4 separate regions of the Sus scrofa genome follow, and all the other regions are linked to region 1. The links are chromatin contacts, called in public Hi-C and HiChIP or PLAC-seq maps. All regions are on one chromosome and are shown on one strand. The core of a region is the stretch at or near the end of the contact, and the rest is flanking DNA. Distances in the headings are between cores, read along the strand shown.

What was found. A called contact is a pair of places that touch in the nucleus more often than the background predicts. HiChIP or PLAC-seq counts read pairs in DNA pulled down with a chosen protein or histone mark.
Region 2: a contact with region 1 is called in an H3K27ac HiChIP or PLAC-seq map of skeletal muscle. The contact joins two enhancer-like sites. A contact is called at or near these places in 3 of 47 Hi-C or Micro-C datasets (adipocytes, embryonic fibroblasts and fibroblasts) and 1 of 2 datasets of contacts at active chromatin or transcription factors (skeletal muscle).
Region 3: a Hi-C map of skeletal muscle shows a contact between it and region 1, with 7 times the contacts expected there. The contact joins the promoter of LOC106507939 here to the enhancer-like site in region 1. A contact is called at or near these places in 1 of 5 promoter capture datasets (liver), 5 of 47 Hi-C or Micro-C datasets (embryonic fibroblasts, heart right ventricle, mesenchymal stem cells and 1 more) and 1 of 2 datasets of contacts at active chromatin or transcription factors (skeletal muscle).
Region 4: a contact with region 1 is called in an H3K27ac HiChIP or PLAC-seq map of skeletal muscle. The contact joins two enhancer-like sites. A contact is called at or near these places in 3 of 47 Hi-C or Micro-C datasets (adipocytes, embryonic fibroblasts and fibroblasts) and 2 of 2 datasets of contacts at active chromatin or transcription factors (alveolar macrophages and skeletal muscle).

Annotation. Positions count from the first base shown.
Region 1 is chr11:9,689,560-9,692,259 of Sscrofa11.1, forward strand. The region is part of intron 1 of STARD13 (stAR-related lipid transfer protein 13); the gene reads right to left. Among named protein-coding and RNA genes, the nearest start is that of STARD13, 47 kb to the right of the region's middle. Within about 2 kb of position 1,377, at least 68 of the 83 cell types and tissues checked have an H3K27ac peak or open chromatin away from gene starts, as enhancers often do. A contact at or near this core is called in alveolar macrophages, liver and skeletal muscle, where this site is marked.
Region 2 is chr11:9,864,640-9,867,339 of Sscrofa11.1, forward strand. The region is part of intron 3 of LOC110255744 (a long non-coding RNA gene); the gene reads right to left. Among named protein-coding and RNA genes, the nearest start is that of STARD13, 130 kb to the left of the region's middle. Within about 2 kb of position 1,447, at least 29 of the 83 cell types and tissues checked have an H3K27ac peak or open chromatin away from gene starts, as enhancers often do. A contact at or near this core is called in skeletal muscle, where this site is marked.
Region 3 is chr11:9,911,336-9,914,035 of Sscrofa11.1, forward strand. LOC106507939 reads left to right here and starts at 1,437. Exons shown (of 4, transcript XM_021065188.1): 1 at 1,437-1,987. The coding sequence starts at 1,516. The region is part of intron 1 of LOC110255744 (a long non-coding RNA gene); the gene reads right to left.
Region 4 is chr11:9,880,953-9,883,652 of Sscrofa11.1, forward strand. The region is part of intron 3 of LOC110255744 (a long non-coding RNA gene); the gene reads right to left. Among named protein-coding and RNA genes, the nearest start is that of STARD13, 140 kb to the left of the region's middle. Within about 2 kb of position 1,404, at least 23 of the 83 cell types and tissues checked have an H3K27ac peak or open chromatin away from gene starts, as enhancers often do. A contact at or near this core is called in alveolar macrophages and skeletal muscle, where this site is marked.

The DNA.
Region 1 (2,700 bases), core at 127-2,626:
GCGTGGGTATATGTCTTTTTCTTAGGAAGGTTCACCTTTCTAGTTTCTACAAACGTACCCTAAGATAAGGGGCATGTTTTAAACTATTACCAGAGAATAATGAGTTTTAGTAATCCCCCCACCCCCAGAATAAAAAGGAACACCCAATAGCTTGTAATCAATTTTCCTCTCCTCTCTGCCTTATGCAGCTGATGCTCCTGTCACAAGATTTGTTTTGAAGTTAGCAGACAAGCTTATCCTTTACCAGAAAAACAGTATCAACAAATCAGTGGCAACTCCTGACGTAAACAGGCAAAGAGGCAGAGAATGTGATTCTGATTGTCAGCCCAAGGGCTTTAAGAACAGAATTTTAACTTTCTCCTGTCAGGTAAGAGTATTGTAAAGAATCTGGGCAGGGTGAAGCTAGTCCTCCGCTCCCCCCCGCCCCCCTTAAATAAACCAGTGTCTAAGTTTTAAACATGACAGGGTGTGAGGAACCTTCAGAGAAGCGCCTAAAATACACACCGAGGAAACCTGTCTCATTTATTCTGTAGACATATACGTAGTTTTGGAAATTTATGATTCGCTGTCCTGCCGTGAAGGTTTTTGTGGACTTAATGTTGAGTTATGTGGCAGCTAAGCGCTGTCACTGTTTGCTTAAAACTGCAGCCTGAAGCTACTTCTCAAAGTTAGGTGCAGCGTGGCAGAGAAACCCATACAATGTAAAGTGAAAACAGCTTTCAAAACTGCGTTAGCACGAAAGAGAGCCAACAGAAATCAGAATTAGCAACAGCCTTCCACTGCCGGCGACTCACCTTGTTGAATTTTAGTCACTAGCTGATGGCGTGCTAGAATCCGGCTCATCCTGTAAGGAGAGCGCCTCGCAGTCTGATCAAATCGCAAATACATCTCCTGGCTCTCAGGTGTCAGGGCATTTAGATAGTAGCAGCCTGAAGCTGGGGTCCTGGGTCCCTGACTGAACATCCCGGCAGATTTTCGTTTGCCACCTCAGTCTGCCCTGTGGCTGTTTCCGTCTGCCTCCAGTCTCAGTCACGGTGCAAGGCACCCAGCCCAGCAGAGCTCAACAGACCCAGCGATTTTTAAAAAGAAAAGGAGTGCCAAAAGCCACAACTCAGAATTCCAACCTCCCCTCCTGGGCCTCACGTGACCCCGCGGAGCCAATCAGAGGCGGGCAGGAGATGAGCCCGTACGCCGTCGGCTGCCGGAGCCCCGGAGAGACCTTGCTCCAGGGGCTCGGGTCCCCGACTGCGCGGGAAGCGAAGGCTCCTGCCCTGCCTCCGAAGTGACTAAGCCCCGAGAAGCTGCACTCACTGAAAGAGCTGAGGGAGAGGAGAAAGGGCAACAGAAGAAAACTAAGCCCTGGGCACAGGAAATCGTTCCAGCTGTAAACGATAGAGAAAGCACACCCGCCTTCTCCAAGGCAGCTGCAGCGAGGTACAGAGATGGGTGTGATACACGATTTAAATGAAAAACTACTTCCAATAAGCATAAACAGCTGAGGATAAATGACCACACTTCATTACAAAAGAAATGGATAAAGCTTTTCCAGGGAAAAGTACACTTCCAGTCCTTTAATGCCCGGAGGAAATGCACTCCAGGCCCCTGACCTGCATGGGAAGCTGAGAGCTCTTACAGATGAAACTGGCACAGGCGAGGGCATCAACATATTTAAGTATCTTCCCCTTTAAAATCTTCTACTTCCTCAATTATTAATCAGCCAGAAGAAGAATACTCTTCAAGTGCCTATTCCATTTAAGACACTGCGGGAATCACAGTAAAGATGCAGATTCATGCAAAGCTGCTGTGGCCAAGCTGCTTGGGATCAGTAGAGAAGTTGTGCAAAAGGGTATAATGCAGGCCTTATGTGAAAGGGCCTCAAAAAAAGACCTAAGAACAATATTAAAGGGGAGTATTATTACTTTTGACTGGGGTGATGATGAGAGCAGGCCACACAGAGAAAGAGACATCTGGGTGGGCTTTTAAGAAATGGGTGGGATTCTGACAGGCAGGGGCTGAGGAGGGTCTGTGCCCACATATATGGACAGGGGAAACCAGAGTGTGTGTTTAAGGAAACTGCGAGTGATTCCACTTGGCCATATCCGAGTGTACATGTGGGAGTAATCAGCATTTCCCCCCTATTTTTTCTCTTTAATATTGTTTGATGTGAAGAGAAAAAAAAAATCTATAGAAAATGTTATTGAATTCTGAGCCTGGGGCTGAAGGAATAAAGTTATTTGGAAAAGAGGCATGTGGCCAAGTTGTTCTTATATTTGGTAGATTCAAACTGAAACACAGCCGGGCCTGGAATTTAGAATCCCAATAATGAAAAACTCTCGATTGGAAGTTCAACAGGACTTAAATTAGGATCTTGATTCTTGGTGCTATGGCTAACTGTGGTCAGCCCCAACACCTGCGGAATTTCTGCACTTCTGAGAAGCAGCTCATTTCGCGTAAATATCTTACTAGGTAAATGAGCACATGAATAAAGACTCCCAGGGCTACAATGGACTCTTCTTTCTCTCTCTGTTCTTCTCCCTCTCTCTCCCTCCCTCTCTCCCTGCACTTGAGAGCCTCTTCTAATCACCATGCAAAAATAAGTAAGGGTCAGGTTTTCAAGTCAGCTCTGATGCAGGAAAGGAAAGGAAAGATGCACTGGGTCCTGTTGTTCCTTTTCCATTTTTCATCAGCCCTTGATCATAG
Region 2 (2,700 bases), core at 197-2,696, 180 kb after region 1:
ACTCCCTAAAATTTAGTTTTTTAAAAGTTAGTTATTTCCTGTATCAACTATATAAAAGCTTGCAGTGCACGTTCAAAAAAAAAAAAAAAAATTCAAGTCCAGAAAATATAAATCTAGGATCTATTCAGCCTCTAACCATTTAGCCCCCAAATCTACAGTTTCCAGCTCAGTCAAAGAAACTAGCCAGAGGGTGACTACACTCAAGGTCAAAGAGTGGGGCTTGTGGAAGAGCCCCATGGGAGAGTTAACATTTGACGCCTCCCCATGAGACCCTGAACGAGTTAGTGCAGATTCCTCAAAGACCGACCAAGTGGTAAACCCAGAAAGACAGAACTACTTTGGGAATGGAATCTGTGCTCATCAGGATATCACACTACCAGTGTTAGCTGCTCACCTCAAAGGTCCCTTTACAACTGGGACAGAAGGCGCTCCAGACCTCCAGCCCTTAGGATGGAAGCACAGCAGACGTTTCCTTCCCCCACTGGATCGAGCACCACCTTCTCAATGCAGCATCTACCAACCTCCCAATCTACAATGCAAACACTCCACCCCTGCCAACTCCTTACCCTCTTTTGCCTTTTTCTTTCTTTTTTTTTTTTTTTTTTTTTGGACTAGCACATTTATCACACTCAGCATATTATACATTTTGCTCAACCTTGCTCATTGTTTTCTCACCTCACTAGTGTAAGTACTAGGAGGAGAGAGATTTTCCTTTTACTCTTGTATCTCAGCCTCTAGAAGGATGAACCTGGCACTCAATATGCCTCCTGTACATATTTGTTAAATTGAAAGAATAAACTAGAACAGGGTCTAAATAGGAAGGTGTATCAGATGCCCAGTTTGCAAGGAATTGAGAAGCAACCAGACCTGATGGAGGCAAACGTCAGAGTGCATGGAAAGGACGTATAAAACAGAACCATTAGAGTTTAAGGCCCTCATGCTCTATCTCCCCAGGCCTTTGCACTAGCTTTCTCAGTTTATTTTTGACACACTGCATTGGGTCATCACCTATTACCAGTAAAAAAAGAGTTGAAAGGAGAACAGGGGTCAACAAGATTGGATGATAGGACTGCAATCCGCCAGACTGGCTGGAGGCTTGAGCGAAATAGCTTTTGGATTGAAGCGGAGCCCTTGCTTGGCTTTTTTCACTCTCATTAGCAAAATAAGGGTGACCAGTTGGCCACCTAGGACAACTGCCAAATAGAGAACTTCTGTGACACATTCTATAGAGATTTAATTTCAAGGTTTTTTTCTGCCGCCACACCAGAAAAAGAAATAGCCATCCCAAACCACTTAAATACAGTAGGAAACATAAAAACAAATGCACCCCAAGAGAGTAAGGACTGTACTTAGGGTTCCCACGACAAATCTTCCAAAATCAACAGTGTGGTTTCGTTGAATGTTATCAAAGCTTACGAGCCATACATTCCCACGACATGACTCAGGGACTTTATTTCCTGCCTTCACTTCCTTCAGCTCGGGACCTCACTGAGAGCTTGGCTTTCGTGTGTAGCAATGTAGATATTTCTAGCTTAGCTCGCGTAGACCATAAAAACTGCTCAGAGAATGAATACGCAACGTGTGAGAAGCAAATCAGAAATTTCCCTATTTCATCCACTTTTGTAATTGTACTTCCAATTAAAAAAATATTCACATCAGCTTTTCCTATCACATAAGGTTTTCTCTGATATCACTTGAAACTTTGGAAAGAAGTGTTTCTGTTTTACGTTAGAGAATTGTTATGAAAATGCTAACTTAATAGGAGTTTCTCTATACGGGGAACTATCTGAAAAACCCTCAAAGATAAATGATAAACATTTACAAGAGCGGCATGAGCTCCCAAGTTAAAGGACTGAAAAACTTGAACACTCTCTTCATGTGGATCTCTTACTTTCTTACCAGGCTTGAGTAAAATATTTAAATATTTATGTCTCAGTTTTACCATCTTCTAAACAGGATAGAAATACTTGCTGTGTATATATGACCTTTGAGTAAAGCTGGTAGAAAGAAGGAGGAGGTTATGGATGGTTCTGAATTGTTTTGAATTATTCCTTGTCTTCTCCCCTTCTCCTATAATGGATGATTTAAATCTTTTTTCATCTCGGGCAAAACATCTTTCTACATTTATTACATTGTATCATTTATTTCAGACAAGGAGGTCTTTGAAGCAAGTTTTAAAATAAGAAAATACAACAGCATAGTTACTAACATAATAATGAGAATTGTTACTACTAAATTAATTAGAATAATTGGTCAGTTCCTAAAATACCCTCATGGTAGCAATTTCCTTTGGGTCTCATTCTTAATGTGCAGATCTCTCCCGAACACATCATCCTACTTGATTATGCAGCAATTTCCCGTCTTCTCATACATGATATTAATATTAGCATTCAGTAATTTATTCATGTTAACTACTTGTGTCATATTAAGTTCTTTGTCTGAATAACTTGTATGACAAGACACATTATAAAATATATATTTTTTTTCTTCTGGCCATGCCCACAGGATGTGGAAGTTCCTAGGCCAGGGATTGAATCACCCCACAGCTGTAACCAGAGTAATAGCTACGACACCAGATCCTTTACCCTCTGAGCCTTGAGGGAATTCCATAATATGGTTTTAAGTATTAAACATATAAATGACTTCCACTTTTGTTAACTCTCTTTTTACAATACCTAGGACAGAGGAATATACAGAAAA
Region 3 (2,700 bases), core at 187-2,686, 220 kb after region 1:
TTAATGCCACCACTTGTGAATATACATAAACAGACTCAATTAAGTAAATAATTCCTTACACTGGGAAGCACTATGCTAGGGTAAATTACTAGTATAATGGTGGCAAAATTAAGCACTCTTTCTTTCAATTTAAGGTTGTTTGTACATGAAATATAGGGAAGACAGGAACATAAAGTTAAAATAAGCAGCTAAATGCAATATATCCCAAAACAAAACATCTAATGAAGAATTTATTCCTTATTCTACACATTCAGTTTGAGGTCTAAAACCTGTTTTTCCCCAGTTTCCAAATCAGTGTTTCCACATCCATTGCCCCTTTAGCTCTGACCTTTGCTTTCATGTGTTTCCTAATGTCTTCCATTATGTGCCGCCTGCATCTAGCCTCCTGCTCACACACTGTGATCAGTCCCCAATGATCCTGCCCAATTTTTTTTGGTTTCTCACATAAATGTACATCATGGGACTCCTCCACTGACAGTAGCTTTCTTCACAACACCTGTTACCAAAACCCACCAAAGGGTTTTAACCAAAAACTATAAAATGTCTTTATGTGGCTACTCCAGACAATCTTTTATTCCCCAATCTTCCCATTTCTCTCAGTATAACTCTTTTAAATAAATCTCTATTCCTTTCAATCTGGCTTTCACAAGGACTCAAGTTTTTACGTAGGCCGCAGATTGGAAGGAACTCTGAAATACAAAGATAAAAGTGTCTACCAAGAAATTTCTTGGGAGAACTGGGTACCTTGCTGCTAACACTTTCAGAATTGGTCTAAAATTAAAGTTGGATTAGTATGGCTTCACAGAGAATTTATTTTTGCTACCTTTGGTCGTTTCGATGCTGCATTTAAAAACCAAACCAAACCAGGGCACTCTCACGAGTTCCTAGATCCGTCCTTTAAAAGTGGTTTGCCCCTGTCTTGTAAAAATGGAAATGGAGAATTCTTCTCCTTTCGAACGGTTTGCACAAGCGGCCTTCCCGTAATTAATATTTGATAAAGACCAAGACACCATAAAACAAAGAACATAAAATGTTACTGACAAAAACGTGACGATAAAGCCGATGAACTCCATGAGTTCTTGAGAAGCACTGCTAAAAAACCAAGACATGCTTCCTGACATAATTAAAAAGCGTTTTTAGGTTCCACGTGAAGAATGTATCTGCCCACGTTCCTTTTCACGAGTGACACTCCTACTGCCTCAGGACGGATGCTTAACGACACTTTGGGTGGATCAAGCCGGTGCAGGAAGAGATTTAGAGGGAAAGGCTGGGTCCAGCCCAGCACTGGGACCGCGCCCAGCAGGCATCTGGATCGCTTAAGACTCAAGGGGAAAATAAAGCTCGCGTTTTTACCTCACATACCATTAACTTTCCACAGAGATTTCCAGAAACCTCACTCACAGCCAGAAACCCCAACCCTGTGGGCGGGAGGGGATGGAGGGGGGGAAAAAAAAAAAACACAAAAAACCTACTACGCCACCATTTCCGCCTTGCCGGGCCAACAAACGTGCAAAGATGGAGAAAGACGCACGTCCCGGCAGCGCCTACGTCCCCAAAACGCGCAAGTGCGAGCGAGGTCCCGCCCCCTCGCGCCCCCAGCGAGGCGCGCGCACCAGAAACCAGCCCCCCGCTGGCGCCGCCCCGGGCTTCCGCCCCGAGGCCCGACGGTCGCTGTTCGGTTCCGGTTCTAGTCCCGCCCTCACGCGGGAACCCTCCAGAAATCTTAATATCCGGGACCCGAGGCCGCCGGCAGCGCGCATTTCCGGCGACAGAAAGGATCCGGTGACGCCTCTTCCCTTCTCTCCTGCCGCCCAGGCTCCGGCTCTCGGTGCGGCAGCGCCATCTGGTGCCGAGTGTCTCGCCGCCCGCGGAGGGGGCGCGCGCCTTTCGGAACCTTCCAGAGAAAACGCGGCCCCGGTTCTGCTCTGTCCCGCCCTCGGGAAGGGAGCGACCAGAGGCTCCGCCCTGCCGAGTTCCCGCGCAGGAGGTACTTTGCAGCACTTTGAATTGGTAGCTGCTTGTATGTGTTAGCTTGAAAATACCCGAGATGGAGCGGAAACGGAGTTCTTTCTCTAGTTTTAAGCCCAGAAAAAAAGCAGGTCTTTTTTTGTCTCCTCATACTTTGCTCTTGAGTCCTTCTCAATCATCCCTGCGTCGATTTCTTAGTCTTTTGGGACCGGGCTCCACCATTTCTTGCTTGGTGGGAAGATGGCACAGGTGTTGTGTCTTAGATTGGTTTCTGCTGTAAGAGGTTTTGTTTCCCTTTGATGATTAAACATACAGCGTACGTGTTTGGAGCCCCTGAAGGAGGGGAGAATTTCATGGATAACTTTTTAAAAAATAGGCCAAGGAAATTTCCGAAAGGTAGCCTCAGAAACACTCCGGATAAATATAGACTTGTTCGTGTGTCATATTTCTCTTAGATAACGGACGGGGAAAAGAAAACCTTTCCCCTAAGTTAGCAAAATCAATGTAAATTCTTCCTTGATGAATTTTTGCTTAAGAACCTCGATTTTCCTGGAAGTTTGAGGCCTGATTGTTTGGTAGTGAGCAATGGGTTGTTCTTAGGGCTTTACCAGAACGCGGCTTAACTGAGTATTTTAAGTGGAAGTTAGTGAAGGAAGTTTCCTGTAGCCTTCAGCGCCTACTGAAAGCACTGCTTCACTGGGCGATTCTCCTGCGGCAGCGATTCTCAAACGT
Region 4 (2,700 bases), core at 154-2,653, 190 kb after region 1:
CTGGGGATCCTTCCTCAGCCCCTATCTCTTCTATTCTATAGAACAGAATAAATGTCCAGCTGATTTTCCTGGAACCAATGAGTGAGTTTTATTCAGGAAAATAGTAAGAGGAAAATACGAAGGTGATTTTGGGTTTAAGACTTGGTCTCCAATCTAGATTTATCAGTGACAGCATTTTTATTGTGATCTCTTTCTGATACCTGGATATATTTCCTCAGTTGGAGGAGAGAGTTTTAGGATTCTTTGGCCTCCACAAACCTCAACTTCCTCCTCATACCGAAAGAGGGTTGGAAATCTCATTTCCTCCTTGAAGTCTCTCCAAAAAGGAAGAGAGGGCTGATTTATTTTTTAACCTGGCCATATCCTCTCTGAATATGCAGTTCTCATGACTCATTCTTAAACTCTAGACAACATAAAACCACTTGCAGCAATGCTCACACAAAGTTTTGATGGTTTTTTTCATGCTAAGACACTATGTATTTACGTGAGTATCGCGTGTCCTTTCACAGAATAGATCTGAATTACTATAACCTTCCTCAGGATATGAGCTCCGGAGCAGATTCCTCTTTAACTTGAGGTCTGGTGTGATTAATAACCAACACAATGCTCTGCTAATTAACGTGGTCTCCCTCATTGACCAAAAAGATGGTACCATTCACTGCTAACATTATGTAGGCTCACAAGGAAGAGAAGATAGAAAAGATGCTGATGATAAATAAAAGTTACACAGCTTGAAAAAATTTTAAGTGCTAATAAAAATATCTAGAAATATGCCTGAGAAAGAAGTGTCAGTCTCTCGTCTGTCATCCACAGCCTGTTAATATACCCAATTAACCCACTGATATTCGTAGACAATGCCCACTACACACACATCTGACATCGTATGGAGGGAGGGGCATGAAAAATAATATGATAAAATGAACAGCTGATGAAGGACCTTTTTTCAGGCAGAAAAAAAAATCTGGCTTTGATCTGATAGATGTTCACAAAGTAACTGAGAAAAAACTCGAGTGTTTGAGGAAAATCGTTCTAGCAGTTGTGAATGTAGGGTTCTCAGCTTGATCGTCTAAATTAAGGACTTGTCTGGCCAGTGGGTAGGAAGGGCAGGCTAGGTCCCACAGAGTCTGTTGGCTGGAGAGGTTTAAGGTTATTCAGGGAGAGAGCACATCCAAAGGCAGGACAGTTGTGTTTAAACTTAGTAGGACATTGTTGACAGCGTGGGGCTTGTTACCTCGATATTTCTCAGGCTTAGCACCTGTGCACCTCTCAGGGCAAGGGGAATATAACAAAAATGGAGTAAGAAAAAAACAAATAAAAAAGAGCAGTTTCCTTAAAGACTCTGTTGAGGGCACTGTTTAACAGCATTTGTAACAATGGAAGCTGGAGTTGAGGGTGGGGCAAAGGTCACTTTATAGCTGGAGCTCTGAGCTGCATTAGGAAACAGCCTAAAGCTGGACCAGACAAGTTCAAGAGCATAATGCTTAGGCAGCCTCGGTACCTTTGGAGAGTTTCAGCTGCTCCATGATATAGGCAGTCATAGATGACCTCATAGATTTCAAACTGGGTCATAAAATAATAAAAAAGGTGCCTGCTACCATGCAGCCAACAAGTCCAACTCCCAAACATGTATGAGCTTCTGCCCCCCAACCCCTCACCCCTGCCAAGATTCCTAGGGGAAAAAAAGACCCTAAGACTGGCTGGCCGAAATTGTAGAGTTGGAGTTATCATAAATGGGAGCCTCAAAATAAGTGTGTTGCTTCCAGGATTTATCGTCCAGAAAACACAATTTAGAGAGAGGAGGAGGTAACGTGGTAGAAAGGCAAGCACCGGGAGTGCTGGTGGTTAAACATGAGCTGTGTGACCTTGTCACAAGGCACTCAAATATTCTGGGCTTCCGATTCTGCATCAAAAACGTGGAATCTTTCAAATGCCCTGACGAGGTCGTGGTGAAGGTCAAATGGAATCATGTGTGAGCAAACCCTATACTTTATTTAAAGTGCTATAATTATCATTACAGGGAGTATCTGCAGAGGCTATTTATAAAAGGTTCTGAGTGCACTGTGATTTCCAGCTGTCACCTGTTGTAAAATGCTTTTGTGTTTTCCAAAGCCATTTTCCAAGAAAGTAATTTTTCTCACTCACACAATTGTCTCTGCAAAACCCAGAGCCACTTGAAATGACTGATTTTAGGAGCGTCCATGTATGTCTGTGGACCCCAAGGGGACACAACTGGGAGAACGTAGCTGTTGCTGGCACAGGAGAAATGAAGGGTAGAAAAGTCTTTGGGCAGTAGAGCATGGGGACCATAAAAATCTTGGCCTTATTTTAACATTTCTCAGAGTACAGGAGAGCCAGGATGTGATCTTGTTGGTAGTGATGATTCTACTGGGAAATCTTGACTTTAAATTGCCTGCCAATCTCTACTTTACAAGTCCAAGAAGAGCCACTTATCACTTTTATGAAGCCACCGAAAGCCCACGTTGAGGGGGGGAACCTAATTATTGAGCAGTATATGCCCTCACACTAAATATATGAGAGTCATGGGCTGAAGGTTCTAAAGAGGAGCAATAAATGTTTTGATAAAACAAATCTAAGAATGCCCCCAACAGGAAGGCAGCCCTCCCTCACCTCCACTAACTCTCCGTTACCCACTTAGGGGAGCACGTTTCTGAGATTTAATGATGCACTGGCAGGATGGAT